Linked DNA regions of Mus musculus: regions 1, 2, 3 and 4 are each linked to region 5. Evidence: chromatin contacts called from public Hi-C, HiCAR-type and promoter capture Hi-C data. All regions are on one chromosome and are shown on one strand. The core of a region is the stretch at or near the end of the contact, and the rest is flanking DNA. Distances in the headings are between cores, read along the strand shown.

Region 1 (2,700 bases), core at 82-2,581, 1.5 Mb after region 5:
CTGAATACACCTAAAGGTCACACAAGTCTCCCCAGAACTAGTCATCGCTAGAGCAGAAAGGATAGCCCAACTACTGCCTAGCTGGCCAGAACTGCTAAAGACCAGGGAGACAGGAGAGCCCAGAGGAAGAACAAAGGAACCCTAAAGTCTGTACCTTAGCAAGTATCGAACACCGTCCCCTGCATCCTTCAGGGGTTCCAGGTAGATCTCCAGCCTCTTGTAGGACAGGACCAGGTTGAAGAGATCAAACGCTGCTGACTTGGTAGGGGCAGGTGGACACTCAGAGAGAACCTCAGGCATCCCGCTGGGGCTCGCCTCCGGCCCACTCAGGTCCCGATCCGAAGTCTGCATTCTGTAATCGTAAATCCCTACACTCACGATGCACTTCCAGACTACAACACATTTCCCCCTTGCATTACAGTTCGTGTGGTTCCTAAGGTTAACTGTGAGAGGTGAACGCGAATACCCATCTCACACTGCAAGAAATTTTATTCCTACTGAAGTAGGAAGTAGCAGGGTGAAGGGGATGTCTTCGCTATAAAGCCTATCACTCTTCATGAGCCCCTCCAACGCTCCTTTCCCTCACAGACCTTTCAAGAGCATATAAACCATTAATAACCAGGTTGTTGAAAGAAGGCAGTAGGTAATGCCAAGAGAAAAGATGTCCTGTGACATCTTTCTCCTATCTTTAGCTCCTCCTTCAGGTGTCAGGGTAAGGGGGACCATCTTGTCCTGGGAAGTCTTTATGAACGCGCCAGTGTACACTGGGAGACCCTTACCAGGGCTCCCAGAGGTTCATGAATTTCTCCTAACAACACTCTTATCACGCTCTTAACCCTGGCTCCCATTCATCACTTGGAAAGGGGTCGACTGGACCCCAAACTCTCGACAGGACGAGCTAGGGAGAAAGGGAACCCAAGCAAGCGCGAGACAGGCTTAGCAGGTCAGTGCCGACAGAGGCCCAGACCACCAGCCTGTCTGAGGCCGCGCAGGGCAGGACACGCCTAAGGTCGCTGTGCCTGCAGGTGGCGACCCACACGCGGTGGGAGGGCCGGAGGGCCAGGCTCCGTAAATAAATACAGTGAGGCTGGGGCGTCACGGTCGTCACCTACCCGGACGCTGTCCCAGGAAAGGAAGAGACAGGAACGGCCAGGGGGACAGAAGGGCCACCAAGCCCCGGAGCGGTCCCTCAGGCCAGGCCCGCCCCACCCCACGCCACGCCACGCCACCTCCCACCGACGCTCCGAAGTCGCAGGTCCACCCGGGAACCGTCTGCCCCTCCACCGCCGTCGCTTCCGGGACGCGACTCACTCTGCGGTGGCGCGCCCGTGACGTCACCGCGCCCGTCCCGCCTTGGGTCCGGCCTCCGGGCTTAGCTCCTCCCACCCAAGCGCAGGTGAGCAAGCGCGTTGATACTGCGCCTGCGCACTCTTCCCTCCTTGGCTAATTTCTGGTTAACTCTGTTCCTGCCACCCAAGAGATGACTCGTTTAATGCCCGGGAGTCCTAGGACCTGGGAGCCAGCCTAGCTCCGGAACATTACAGCAAGGACAGTTAGAGAGTCTAGCGTGGTGACACACTTGTAACCACAGCCTTTTGGTTTCTGAGGCTGGAGTATTGCAAGTTCAAGGCCAGTCTTGGCTATGGGAGCTTCTGGCTCAAAAAAAAAAAAAAAAAAAAAAAAAAAAGTGGGGCGTGTGGGGGCAGGGATGGAGAAGGATAAAAAAAAAGAAAGAAAATGTGGATAGAAGCTCTGAGAACCTAGGGAAGACAGAAAACACATCTTGTATGTCAGGTGCCTATGGGTAGTGCCATTTTAACGGTGAGAGAGCCCCTGGCTTGCTGCAGGAAGACACAGCAGCACAGAAACCAGCTGTCTGCTATAGTGCTTGCCGTGAGAACGCAGAGACAAACTGTACACGACACTGAAGTTTCTCTAGTAGTATCAGTAATTTCGAGGGTTACAACATTAGCAGAGACGGAACGGTGGTCCGTAGCTGCTGTGTTCAAGGTCCTGTGCAGGCCGTTCCTAGCTCTATCCTCTTCACATCTTGTGACCCAGCTGTTGTCCCTTAAAACACACCTCCCATGGGTTTCCATTTAACCAGCAGGCAGGCAGTACACTAAGCTTTTTGTGCACATTATCTTATCTGTTCCTCCTTCAATAACCCTATCGGGGTTATCACCATTTCACAGATGAGGAGTTGTAGTCATGGTAAGTAACTTCTTTAATGTCACAGCACATAAACTGCTCGGAGCTGGGATTTGAGCCAAATACATCACTGGATGCCAGCAACCCCAGCCATACCACCACCCACACGAGGCTGCATCCACTGGCTTCATCTGTCCTGCTGTTCTCTCTCAGGTGCCTCAGTCTCAGCCAGCTGAACCCTCTTTGTTACCTGCAAGGGCCCTGGACTCTTGCCAAGTCCTCAGATTGCTTGTCACACCTGCCTGCCCCGATTCTTGCTTCCATCCAAACCCAAGCAAGCCATCATAGCAGGAGTCAGCTGTGAGCAGCCTTCCCTAGCTGTTCAGCCGACAATAACCCCTCCTCTGAGCTACCCCAAAGCTTCACTGACATCTCGTCCAGCATCTCTTTTTCAGAGAGACAGGCACGCCTGCTCTCCTCAGCCAGGACTCAGCTGCACTGGGAATCTGGGCTCTCCTCACTTCCTTCAGGCTGGTCACTGTCCCACAG
Region 2 (2,890 bases), core at 15-2,514, 1.5 Mb after region 5:
AGCTCAGGGACGGAGCATTTTCTCAGCATGCTCACAGCAGTGAAGAACTAAAAAAGAGCCTCACAGATCCCCTGCAGTCATTTGTCCTTTCCAACCCGGCTTCCTTGGAACTGGTGAGACCTTCTGAAAATGCAAATTTAGTGCCACGCCACGGTTGTTGTTGTTGGTGGTGGGGAATAAATTAACCCTTGTAAAGGGCTGACCACATTATAGTCACTCTGTAAAGACTTGTAAAGACCGCAGAATGCCTATTCATAAGTACAAATCACTCTATTTCCTTGCTTATAGAGCCTCAGAGGGGCAAATGCAAACGTCACTGCCTACCTACATCCTCCCACCATGGCTACCTTGCTATTTATAGCGGATCTCCAGGCCTTATTTTATCCCTCTGGAGAAAAGCCGTCCTGGCTCCAGCGTGCTTTCTTCCCTCTCTTCCTTTATTCTGCCCAGGCCCATTCTTCCTCGTTCTAAAAACGTTAGCTCCTTTCTTTACTGGTTATGCTCCTTCTTGTGGCTTCCAGGACCTCTCAAAGATGCTTCCTTCCTCTTTACCTTCTTTCAACTTCATGTGATCATGATTGTAGTCACATACCAAGTGGTGGTTCAGTGTTAGCCTCTGTCGCTAGGCTGTTAACTACCTCAAGGTAAGGGTTGCAGTTCTCTTACAGCCCGTCAAGGAAACTGAACTGGAAAGGGTCTCAGTGAAAGATGTCCAAAGAGCTGTTAAGTTCTCCTTAGGTAACCAAACTGGCACAGTCGCTACAAGATTTGTAAATCATTCTGAATGCAGGCCCAGGAGGCCCGGGAGGTGAAGGGAGTTTTAGGAACTGTAGGTTATGAGGATCTTAACAGTGAAACCCTACGCCACGTGCGTTGGACTCGACCCAGAGAAAAGGGGCACTTGTCACGTGTACCCTGCAGGGCCCGCGGTCTCCAGCCGCACCCCGTGTCAGGAATGCGACCCCGCCCCGCCTGCGTGCCCGCAAAGCAGAGCCCGCCCCTGGGACTGACGTCAATCAAGGGGGCGCCTCCAGGCGTGGGGAGGGCAGGTGAGCTGGGAGGATGGGGAGGACCCGGAGGACACGCCCCTCGCCGATACTCCCTAGATGATTGGACTCAAGGAATCTCCGCACTGGGTTTGGAGGCGGGCACGGGAAAAGGGAGGGATAAGGCACGCCCCTCCCCCCTGCAGCAGCTGATTGGTCCGCGAAGGCTCCGCGTTCGATTTGGCGAAGTTGGCTCGGCTTCTCGCTCTAAGGCTGTGACCGAGGATTGGCTGTTGAAGGGGCTCGGAGCACTTTCTCTGAGGAACTGTGGCCGTGATCCAGGTGGCCCGGCCAGGCTCCCGGCTGCGTTCCGCCTGCCTCGGGCAGCTAAGGCAACCAGGTAGGTAGGCCACGGTCCGGCTCAGCTGTGCGTGGGAGCGCGCGGGCCGACGGTCGCAGCTGGGAATCCGCTGGGTCTCACATCCTAGATCCACTTAGGGGCTTCTCTCTGTCAGTCGCCACCTTTGAGCCCTGGGGCTCACTGTGGTGGGGATGTCGTCCTGTAACTTCGGCCAAGATATCCTCTCTCAATCTCTTAGCCAGCCAGTCACCTCCGCTTGGCCTTTGTGATCACTTTCAGGGCAGGAGCCCAGAGCTGCGCTCGCCCTTTTCCCAAAGCCCGAGAGAGGTTACAGTAGGCGTCTTGGCCGCCGGATCCCGATTGGGGTCTCCTGGAACTGGCAATAGGTTGACCCGACACCGATCTAACTTCCCAGAGGGCTCTACTCTAGCTCCGCTTGCTCTAAGTCCAGCGAAGAGGCTGGCGTGGGAATCCTGTCTGCGAATCAGTGGCGACCTCCAAAACCCCCAGACGAAGATGGCACGGTCTTAGAGGTTTCAGAACCTTCTGCCCCCACGTTTCTTTTGACCACCTTCTCAGCCACCTGGAAAGAATGAAAGTAACACTGGTAAGGCGCCCAGGTCTGACCACCTGGTTAATAGCCTAAGATCACCTACCAGCCTTGTGGAGTTGAGCAAGTCACCACTTCAAGAGGTCAGCTTTTTCATCTGGAAAATGTGTTTAACAATAGTGCCCGCTAACAGGGGATTAGGATGCCACCTGACAGGAGGACCAAAAGGTCCTCAAAAGTGCTCTTCTTGCTTGACGCAGCAAGCTTCCTTCTATGTAGCCATGGTTTTAAAAGTGCACAGATGAGCCTGTCTTTGAAGCCCTCTGAGTAGTTTGTACGTCAGTGCTAAATTAACCACGGCCATGGTTCTATATAGTCTTGTTAATAGCTTTCTCTTCGCATCATTTTTCATTCAACCAATGTACAATGTTGAGTGTCCACAGTAGGCCAGGTACTAGGATGGTCATTCATATTTCATCTCTGTACCCAGTGAGGATTTTCCCTCTCACTATTTTGATTGATGAACAAAGCAAAGGAAAAGTGACTTGTCCAAGGTCACTCAGTGGTCAGCGTCACTGCCACCTTAGGGGTTTTGAATTCTTTCAAAAGGATCTTTTCCTTGCTCTGTTAGTTCATTTTTCAAGTCATGCCTGAAAATGGGTCTGGAGTAGGGGCCCAGTTTCTTTCTTCACTTCCAAGGCAGAGAAGCGTCGAGTTAAGAGCTCTATAGTATGTCCTTCCTTTAATGCCCAATTCAAAAGATGTTGAACTTTGCCATCCTCAGTATTTACTCTGGGGGTTCATTCTGACGCTCTAGGGTCCATTTGTAGTGTTTTGCGACAAGTCCTTACTTGCTTGGTCTGTGCACGGATCCGAGCTTATCTTCTATGTCGGCTCTAGAAGGAAAGCTCTGTCTGTAATCTTAACGGCCCCATGCTTTTGCTTTTCAGTTTTAAAATGTACCATTGTTCAAGTATACACTGAGCTTCTTGG
Region 3 (2,703 bases), core at 45-2,544, 1.3 Mb before region 5:
TGTTAGAATTCTCAATTTATTGGATTTTGGAGGGGAAATAACTTGAATGTATTATGTGCAGCCCCCAGCAGGATCTGGCGCTGCAACCTGTAGCCAAAATATTACTATTTCTCCAGCAAAGCTTATCAACACTCACACTCAGTACCACCCACAAACCTTATATTAGCTCTGATCAACCTGGCTTGGCTGCCAAGGCGGCTGTGGTAGGAAGCAATGAAAATAGTTGTTTTTCACAGCCTTCTGTCCTTCAGAATTAAGATAAAGGATTGTGAATCTGTGCTACAATATTAAAGCATAAACTTAAAACGTCTGTTACCAATTCTTAAAAAAAAAAAAAAAAAGACAGTACCAAGTTCGTAGATAATTTGAATGTTTTATTGTCAGAGGATGTCATATGATGAAATTCTCCATCATTACATAGCTCCCAGAAAATCCTTACCATATAAAAAAAGAAAGGAAGAAAAAGGAAATAGAAAAAGAAAGGTCTGTTGGTGAGGGAGAAAGTCACTCAAAGAGAAAACAGGCGCATTCCAAAAATGTTTTTAGTATGAATGGTCGTGTACACTGTACTATTAAGTAATTCGTGGGTTTTCCTTATCACATCTTACATAATTAAACTCAAGAAACCACCAGGATCAGAACGATCTAAATAGAGGCTTCGAGAAGGGAGGGCCCCAGGGCAAGCGCTCGAAAAGGAGAAAAACAACCTTCTACCTAAAGCGGGCTCTCCGCAGCCATCTAGGCTGGTGGTCACTAGACCAAAAGCAACACCTCAACTACAGAAAAGGAGACTTCAACTCCCAGAAGCCCCCGCGCGGAGGCGGGGCGAGGGCTTGCAGGCCCCAGAACATCAAGGCCTGAGCTCGCTGAGGATGGCGGGAACTGAAGAGCAGCCGTCCGTAGTCCTCCCCTATACCCGTGCCCCCGCGACCCGGCCCCTTCTCAAGCCCTCTGCACTGTACCTGTCCCCAGGACTCTCTGTTCTTTTTCCCGCTGCAGCAGGGGCGGTACTACCGGGTCTCAGATGGCAGCGCGGGGGCGACGACCCCGGGGCTGGGGATGAGGGGAAACCTGGCCTAGCGGGCATGCAGCGCCTTGTCATGTCGGCGCCGCTGGCGACGGCGGCATGAGCTGTGGCTGGAGAAGCTGGGTGCGTGGTTGCCGTCTTGCTGCTGGGACTCGGGGAGGCTGTCGGTGCAGAGGTGGGCGGCACCCCCTACTCTCTTCATGGCGGTTCTCTCTTCGGAAGTGACTCCGGTGTGAGCGGGAAGGAACCTGAGGACCATCAGGGGGCGGGCCTTTCTTGAGGTGCCGCGTCGCGATTGGCTGACCTGAGGGTCACTCTGGTGGTAGCGCAATAGAAAGCCTCCGCCTGCCGGGAGAGGGCGGGTTTTTTGGAAGGGGGAGGGGAGATTGAAAACTGCCCTCCCCGGGCCCGTCACGTGCGCCTGGGGCGCGCGCCTCCTCGTCGGGGCCGCGGCGGCCTTGGCCGGTGCGTGGGAGTGGGAAAGAAGAGGCAGTGGCGGGTGTTACGACAGCTGGCGACAGCCGCCTGATCGAGGGCTAGGGGTGAGATTTGCAGAAGTAAAACCGAGCCTGCAGCTGTCTGTAGTGAAGATGGCCAACATTTGTGACGATTGTGCTACAGCTGCCCTAATATTTCATAGTCACTTTGGCATCTTAGGCCAAAATGCTGTCACCATTTCCTTTCTGTTCCTTCTCTTATAATGTGATTTGACCGTTCTGTGAGGGATCTTCTATACTGTGATATAGTTGTTCCGTTTTTTTGTTTTGTTTTGTTTTGTTTTGTAAGGGAGGGGGCGGGGGAGCACTCAGTCATTGAATTAGACATTTTTATTCTGTCAAAGCGTTTTGTCTCTAATGGGTTTCCCCATGAAGTCGCAGCACATAGACTTCTTTTCCTTATCAGTAAAGGACTTGTGCTTTGAAGAGGCTGTTAGGTTGGATTTCTTTAAGTTTTTATTTATGTATATGGTGCTCAATTTGCATGTATGCCTGAATGACAATAGAGCATGAGGTTGTGAGCCACCTTAGGGTTGGTGGAATTGAACTCAGGACCTCTGGAAGTAGCAACTAGTACTCTTAACCACTGAGCTATCTCTCCAGCTGGGTTTTTTTGCAGACCGAGGAACTGGTCAGAGTAATTTAAAACTTCACTTCCCATGTGTATAGAATGGGTATAGTTACTCACTTCTCTGGGTAATTTCCCTTGTCCCCCCCACTTCCCCCCCCCCCCCCCACACACACAGGGTTTCTCTGTATAGCCCTGGCTGTCCTGGAACTGACTGTAGACCAGGCTGGCCTTGAACTCAGAAAAATGGCCGGTCTCTGCCTCCCAAATGCTGGGATTAAAGGCGTGGGCCACCACTGCCCATCTTCTCTGGGTAATTTTAAGTAATAAAACCCAGCAATGTAAACAGGTTTAGATTCTCTCGTGTAATTGGTACAAATACAAGATTCTCTTTCCTTTGGGCTTCAGATTTCCTGCAGTACCCGGCCAGTTTTTTTTTTTTTTTTAGGGAAGGCTTGTAATCCTATTGTAATCCTAGTACTTGGGAGACGGAGGTGGAGGGTCAAGAGAGAAGGCCGCGGCTGTGCTGATAGTTCATGGTATAAAGGAACTTGCTTTCATGACCCAGGACCACATGGCAGAAGGAGAGAACTGATTCAGTGCGGTGAGCT
Region 4 (2,700 bases), core at 124-2,623, 1.6 Mb after region 5:
GAGATGACAAGCAGATGACGTTCCTGTCCAGCAGCAGCAGCCATGGGCACACGCTCTCGGGGGAGGGAGGAGCGAGATTCCTGGGATGCTCGGCTGCTGTCCACACTCCCCTTGATAAATCTGAGCTCATCACTTCTCTTAAATGATGGGGGCCTCTGAGTTCCGATAGGCTCCCCCTTCCCCCTCTAATAACATCAGCAACATCAGAACCGGCTCTATAACAGGTCAGACAGTGGCACAGCACTCTTAACAGTCAGTGGTCCTCACTGCTCACGGAGCCTGCACCTCTTACCTGGTCTTCTCTGGTTTGTCCTTGGCCCTCTTTCTAGCCCCAGCTCTTGGTGTCTGTCACACATTTTCATGACCACTTTTATCTATCTGCTGTTTAGCCTCAAGTACCTCTCCCCACATCCCGACCACACTTCTTAATCCCAAAGGTCCAGCTCACACTCCATCCTGACCAGAGTAGTCCCAGAGGACCAGAAGGGCTCACCCACCCATTCATCACTACTCTCCATTTTCCATACGCCCGTTTCTGCCCTCTGCCTTCTTCTTAGTTGATGATACAAATAAAAGGTTACAATTAGTGCCCACCTTCGCCCTACGCACTGGACTCTAGGCTCCTGGTCCTCTACCCCCACCCCAGGGGGGGGTAATCTCACCATGTAGCCCAGGCTGGCTCCACCTCTGAGATTATAGGATTGTACCACCACACCTGGCTCAACTGTTTTTGAATAAGATGTAGAGCAGGACCAGTCAGTAGTCCAGCCCCACTTAACTTAGCCAAGAGAAAACGTACCCGTGTGTGCATTAGGCCTCTGCCAACAGTCCTGGCTAAGTCCCAGCTGCCCTTCCCCATCTCCTTTCCTGACTCCTGTCAGTTTGCTCTCCCGCAGCAACCAGCCCTGGCATCCAGGGGACATTCTGTGTGTGTGTGTGTGTGTGTGTGTGTGTGTCAGGACCTTACCTTTCTGGTTTTCCCAGAGAATACTCATCTGTCTTCTCTGTCCAGTCCAGTCTATCTCTTGAAGCCCAGGTGAGTGGGCAGGGTCTCGGGAAGGCCTGCCCCCTCCAAGTGCCTGTTTGCGGGGCTGAAGCCCCATCTCCCACCACCCACAACCATGTTAGGAACATCCCGCTTGGGCCCTGGGAAGTAGCATGTTGTCTGGACCCAGGTAGCAGCCGACTTTCCCTTCTCATGACAGCACAGATGGACCAACCGTTAACCCTGAGGCCCCCCTCCCTCCCTCCCCGACACCCTTCACCTCAGCTCCCACCTCAGTCTCTTCCTCCTGGGCAAGCCGCTGCTCGATGAGCTCTGTGGCTCTCTGCACCGCCTCGGGCCCCTCCATGGTACCCTCCATGACTGTTTCTGCAAGCCACAGGGCATGGGGTCTTTATAGGCCCAAGCACCCACCCCGCCCACTGGGCGCCTTTGTCATTAGCTCACAGGCTCGTTTCTCCATCTGTCATGAGCTTACTAGCTCAACTCTCCACCTGCCTCCCCCACCTGTCACCTTCACCTCGGACAGCCCCAGGGAGCATGGGAAGCCACTGTCCAGGCCAGGGAACTTGCCCCTCCCCTAACCTCTGGCCTACCAGAGCCAGAAGGCACACCGCCCCGAAGGACAGCTGCGGGAAAGAGGCCTGTCCAGTGTGTCCTCAGTGCTGGGAACTGGCTAAGTCTTAGCCAGGGTGAACGGGCTGCAAAGGACCTACATGCTGCCATTGGTCTGGCTGGAGTGCCACCTGCTGGATGCCCAGAAATGCTGTCTAGCTTGTGCCAGGCAGGGGAGCCTGAAAAACCAAGTATGAGCCCCAGCAGACCTGTGGGCATCCGAGACCTTCTCCAAGCAAGAGCTGGAACGGCTGCTGCCCTCTGGTGGCTGCTATGGGTCCCATGGGCCCTAGGGAAACACGGCTATGCTGCATGGCGTGTCCATTAGCCATGAACAGAACCTGTCCATCTGTTTGTTTCATCTTCCTGGAGTCCTCAGCAGAACCTAGTGTTGTTTTAAGAGCTCAGGAAGTCAGAGTTCAGAGCTAAGGCCATCTCACGAGTACTAGGCGATGCCAGACTGCCGTGGGCGGAGCTGGTCACACTCCCCGAGAACAGAGAATACACAGAGGAAAGGCAGACCTGCACTTGAGCTCCTCGCCTGGGACTCCCAGCCTGGAGCCCGAGGTCATTATGAGCTAGGTTTAATCTGCCAGTGGACTACAAATGTTCCATACTTCTACAACTGCAAGTGGCACCCGAGATTCCCCTCTGGTGATGTACACAGTCCTGCAGAAGAAACAGGAGGAGACAGCCCTGTCTGTCTCTGGCTCGCACATTTCTGGAAGCTTGTCATCCCACGCTCTGACACAGCATCCCATGTGGGCCCTGTGGGGTGGTTGCCACATGGCTATGCTGCCCTCTGTGGGTGCTCCTTCACTTTTCCTATCTGGACCGCCCCCCAACACACACACACACACACACACACACACACACACAGACACATAATTGTCCCAGCAACTGCTGCAGGAGGCAGGGTGGGAGGCACCATCTCTCCATTAAAGGAAAGCAAACTGTGTTCAGAGGTGAAGTGGCCTTTTTCAGGACCCACAGAACACAGCGAGGTTGGATGAGACTAGGGCCCCCAGGAGGAGCATCAGTTGGATGCTCTGCTGTGCCCATCTGCAGCCAAGCCAGCAGAA
Region 5 (2,816 bases), core at 284-2,783:
ACTGTATTAAAGACTGTTAATAAACATTTCCGCCTCCAGGGATGCTCCACTTCAGTAGCTAGCAAGGTGAAAGAGACTTAGAAATCTAAAGGCTGGTATCTGGAGTCTTTCCTGGGGGAGAAAGTTCTAAGGTGTGGGTCACTGTAGGACAATGTAGAGTATTATTTCTCACCATGAGAAGTCATTGAACTGAGATGATCATTTTAGGACCATAAAAAAGTAAATATGATAAGAAGAGACGGGATATAGCAGGCATTGTCATTAATTTGTCAGGGAAGAAAATTGATATTTTAACAGGACTGGGGGGTGGAGGCTTTTTTGAGATCTATTCATCTCTCAGAGAAAAGTGCAGGGTAGCAAGAAGTCTGTATATGATGTGGGGAAGAATTCTTAACCCGAGGTTAACGGAATCTCCTTCACGCTGAAACCCGAAATAAAAAGCAGTTTTGTGTGTGACTGGGGATGGGGTTGGGAACTTAAGAGCTTTATTTTCCAAGAGATCACGACACAAACGTTAGTAACTACTGCCAAAGATTAGTTGAAAGACCCGTCCGCCGAAGGGCTAAGCTTTAGAGAGGAAATGGAAAAGCCTCCAACCGTTCTAAGGAAGCGCTACGAAAAGATGGAAAAGTTTGCAATTGCGTCATCATCTCATTAAAATAGGTTGTAAAGGCAGAGCTAGAAACTGGGGAAGCGTGTGCAAACACGCTGCTGAGAAGGGAGCCTGAGGTAGCCTGCAGAACCAGCGAGCGGAAAGGGGCCCTCGCTCCTCAGTAGAGGCTGAGGCTCGAGAGTCGCTTCAGTGCCCGCTTCTGCTCAAGGTAGTGGCCCTGAGGACCAGACGTCCCTAGCATCGTTTTACAACCGGGGAGCGGTTCTCAAGAAGCAGCAGCTCAGCGGTCCCGGAGAGAGAGAGCGGACAGCCATCAGACCCGGTGGAGTTTATCAGCAAGCGAGCTCGGGATACGAAGTTCAAGTGTATGTCTCGGAACAAGCTCCACTCCCAGGCATCAGCAGTTGCTCTGCCGCGATTGGGATGGTGCTCCAAGACCCTGACACCTGTCGTCGCCTCCGAACCATCCCATTTCGCCTTCTCCTTTCCCAACGCAGAGTCCACCCAATGAGAGCTCATCGGTCCACCCACTGGAGGGTTCACTAGGCGGCTTTGGGTGGGAGGCCCAAGGCGAGCGGATCTGCGCTGATGGCACACCACTCCAGAGCCACCCGAGGCTCACAGCCGATCTCCCCTAGCGGCGGGTTGGGCCGTGCCAGGGGACGCAGGGTCCGGGCTGACTCCGCCCCCGCCTGAGATCCCGCGGGAACAGTCGCACCGTGCTACTCGACACCCGGTGCACGCCAGAGCACGCGTCCTAACGGCAACCGACAGCGGTTTGACCTTGAAGGTCTGGCTGGCACCGCCCCCTCTCCCCGGCAGTCCCGACCGCCACGCACGCCGCGCCGGGGTACAGCCGGGAGCCGGTCCCTGTCCTCCAGGCGCTTCTCTCCACATCCAATGGAAGAACGAAGTGGTTCGGGCCAATGGCCACCGCCAAAGTAGCTAGAGCGGTTGAGCCTATCAAAGTTCAGCTTTACGTTTCTCCCGCCTCCGAAACGCTAGGGGCGGGTCGATCGGGCAAGTCCGCCAATCAAGAGCCAATAAACAAGACGCTTCCAAGATCAAAGGGGAAGGGGTGGGACCTACGGGACTAATGACAAGCTATCTGACGAATAACACAGATACATTTTGGCTCCGTAAAAAGGGGGCGGAGACACGTTAGGGCCTACACCAATGGCTGTCTGGGGGGCGTGTCCTCGGGGCCAAGCGGGAGCCGGAGGCCCCGGGCTCTCTGGGCCGCGCCTGAGGCGGACGCAACGGGGCCGGGGGGCGGCGGCAGTGGTGGCGGCAGCGGCGGCGCGTGTGGGCGCCGCGGCTGGCCGAAGTGGATGGAGTTGGAGGGGCGGAGTGCAGGCGGCGTGGCGGGAGGACCAGCTGCTGGGCCCGGGCGGAGCCCCGGGGAGTCGGCGCTGCTGGACGGGTGGCTGCAGCGGGGCGTGGGCCGGGGGGCCGGCGGCGGGGAGGCGGGGGCCTATCAGCCCCCTGTACGGCTGGATCCGGAGTCCGGCCCGGAATACGAAGCGCTGCCGGCTGGAGCCACTGTCACCACGCACATGGTGGCGGGCGCCGTGGCAGGGATCCTGGAGCATTGCGTGATGTACCCGATCGACTGCGTCAAGGTGAGACCTGGACCAGGCTGCGAACCGGACCTGGGGCTGACCCGACCCTGAACCTTGTTTAGAGCCAGAATCCCAACTGAGACCCAGAGCTGATAGGTTTCTTCCTGGCTCCTACCTCTACACACGGTTTGAGCCAATACTCCGTGCAAGCAAAGTCCTGGCTGGTAGATGAGCTCAGTCAGGAACCAGGACTTACTTCTAACGGTCAGTGAGGCGAAGCAAAAATCTTGTCAGCCAAAGACTTGATCCCGATTGGGACTAAGCAGGGATGGGATGGGATTGGGGGGGGGGGATCCCGAAGCACAGGTAAGTCTATAACAAACCAGCTGGCATGAAATCAGACGGTGAACTCTATCCGATAGCTTGGGTTGAGATGTGCTTCGGGTCGGCGCTTTCACAAGCTCCTTGCTGCGTCTTTCCTTTAAAGTGACGGGGCAGGAACCGGAATCTGGGATCTCTCAGCTAGATAAAAGTACGTATTAAATCTTAACCTGGGAGTGGTTGAAAAAAAAATCATTGTGCAGTCAAAAGTGAGAGTTCCAGACTGGAATGGATGTGGGAATAAGGCATGTTAAGAAAAA

Evidence for each region. Promoter capture Hi-C pulls out the DNA fragments that hold promoters and counts their contacts. Hi-C and Micro-C count contacts between places; a contact is called where the count stands out from the background. HiCAR-type assays count read pairs that join an accessible place to other places.
Region 1: a HiCAR-type map of astrocytes shows a contact between it and region 5, with 4 times the contacts expected there. The contact joins the promoter of Zfyve27 here to the promoter of BC037704 in region 5. A contact is called at or near these places in 5 of 39 promoter capture datasets (embryonic stem cells, hippocampal neurons, liver and 1 more), 5 of 115 datasets of contacts at active chromatin or transcription factors (astrocytes, embryonic stem cells, large pre-B cells and 2 more) and 3 of 9 other capture datasets (adipose tissue, liver and pancreatic islet).
Region 2: a contact with region 5 is called in a promoter capture Hi-C map of stem cell-derived epiblast-like cells, with 3 times the contacts expected there. The contact joins the promoter of Avpi1 here to the promoter of BC037704 in region 5. A contact is called at or near these places in 9 of 39 promoter capture datasets (the 3T3-L1 cell line, the HPC-7 cell line, HPC-7-derived erythroid cells and 5 more), 11 of 115 datasets of contacts at active chromatin or transcription factors (astrocytes, bone marrow-derived macrophages, differentiating embryonic stem cells and 5 more) and 3 of 9 other capture datasets (adipose tissue, liver and macrophages).
Region 3: a contact with region 5 is called in a Hi-C map of CD8 T cells, with 4 times the contacts expected there. The contact joins the promoter of Slf2 here to the promoter of BC037704 in region 5. A contact is called at or near these places in 4 of 39 promoter capture datasets (the C10 cell line, cranial neural crest, hippocampal neurons and 1 more), 1 of 484 Hi-C or Micro-C datasets (CD8 T cells), 2 of 115 datasets of contacts at active chromatin or transcription factors (microglia and pancreatic cancer cells) and 1 of 9 other capture datasets (liver).
Region 4: a promoter capture Hi-C map of liver shows a contact between it and region 5, with 2.7 times the contacts expected there. The contact joins the promoter of Ankrd2 here to the promoter of BC037704 in region 5. A contact is called at or near these places in 2 of 39 promoter capture datasets (both in liver) and 1 of 115 datasets of contacts at active chromatin or transcription factors (astrocytes).

Annotation. Positions count from the first base shown.
Region 1 is chr19:42,169,198-42,171,897 of GRCm38.p6, reverse strand. It overlaps Zfyve27 (zinc finger, FYVE domain containing 27), which reads right to left and starts at 1,331. Exons shown (of 13, transcript NM_177319.3): 1 at 1,113-1,331; 2 at 155-352. The coding sequence starts at 351.
Region 2 is chr19:42,127,367-42,130,256 of GRCm38.p6, reverse strand. Avpi1 (arginine vasopressin-induced 1) reads left to right here and starts at 1,264. Exons shown (of 3, transcript NM_027106.4): 1 at 1,264-1,386.
Region 3 is chr19:44,929,710-44,932,412 of GRCm38.p6, reverse strand. It overlaps Slf2 (SMC5-SMC6 complex localization factor 2), which reads right to left and starts at 1,294. Exons shown (of 20, transcript NM_001081225.2): 1 at 963-1,294. The coding sequence starts at 1,102.
Region 4 is chr19:42,034,700-42,037,399 of GRCm38.p6, reverse strand. Ankrd2 (ankyrin repeat domain 2 (stretch responsive muscle)) reads right to left here and starts at 1,373. Exons shown (of 9, transcript NM_020033.2): 1 at 1,278-1,373. The coding sequence starts at 1,364.
Region 5 is chr19:43,673,895-43,676,710 of GRCm38.p6, reverse strand. BC037704 (cDNA sequence BC037704) reads right to left here and starts at 1,533. Exons shown (of 1, transcript NR_045645.1): 1 at 1-1,533. Slc25a28 (solute carrier family 25, member 28) reads left to right here and starts at 1,830. Exons shown (of 4, transcript NM_145156.1): 1 at 1,830-2,235. The coding sequence starts at 1,945.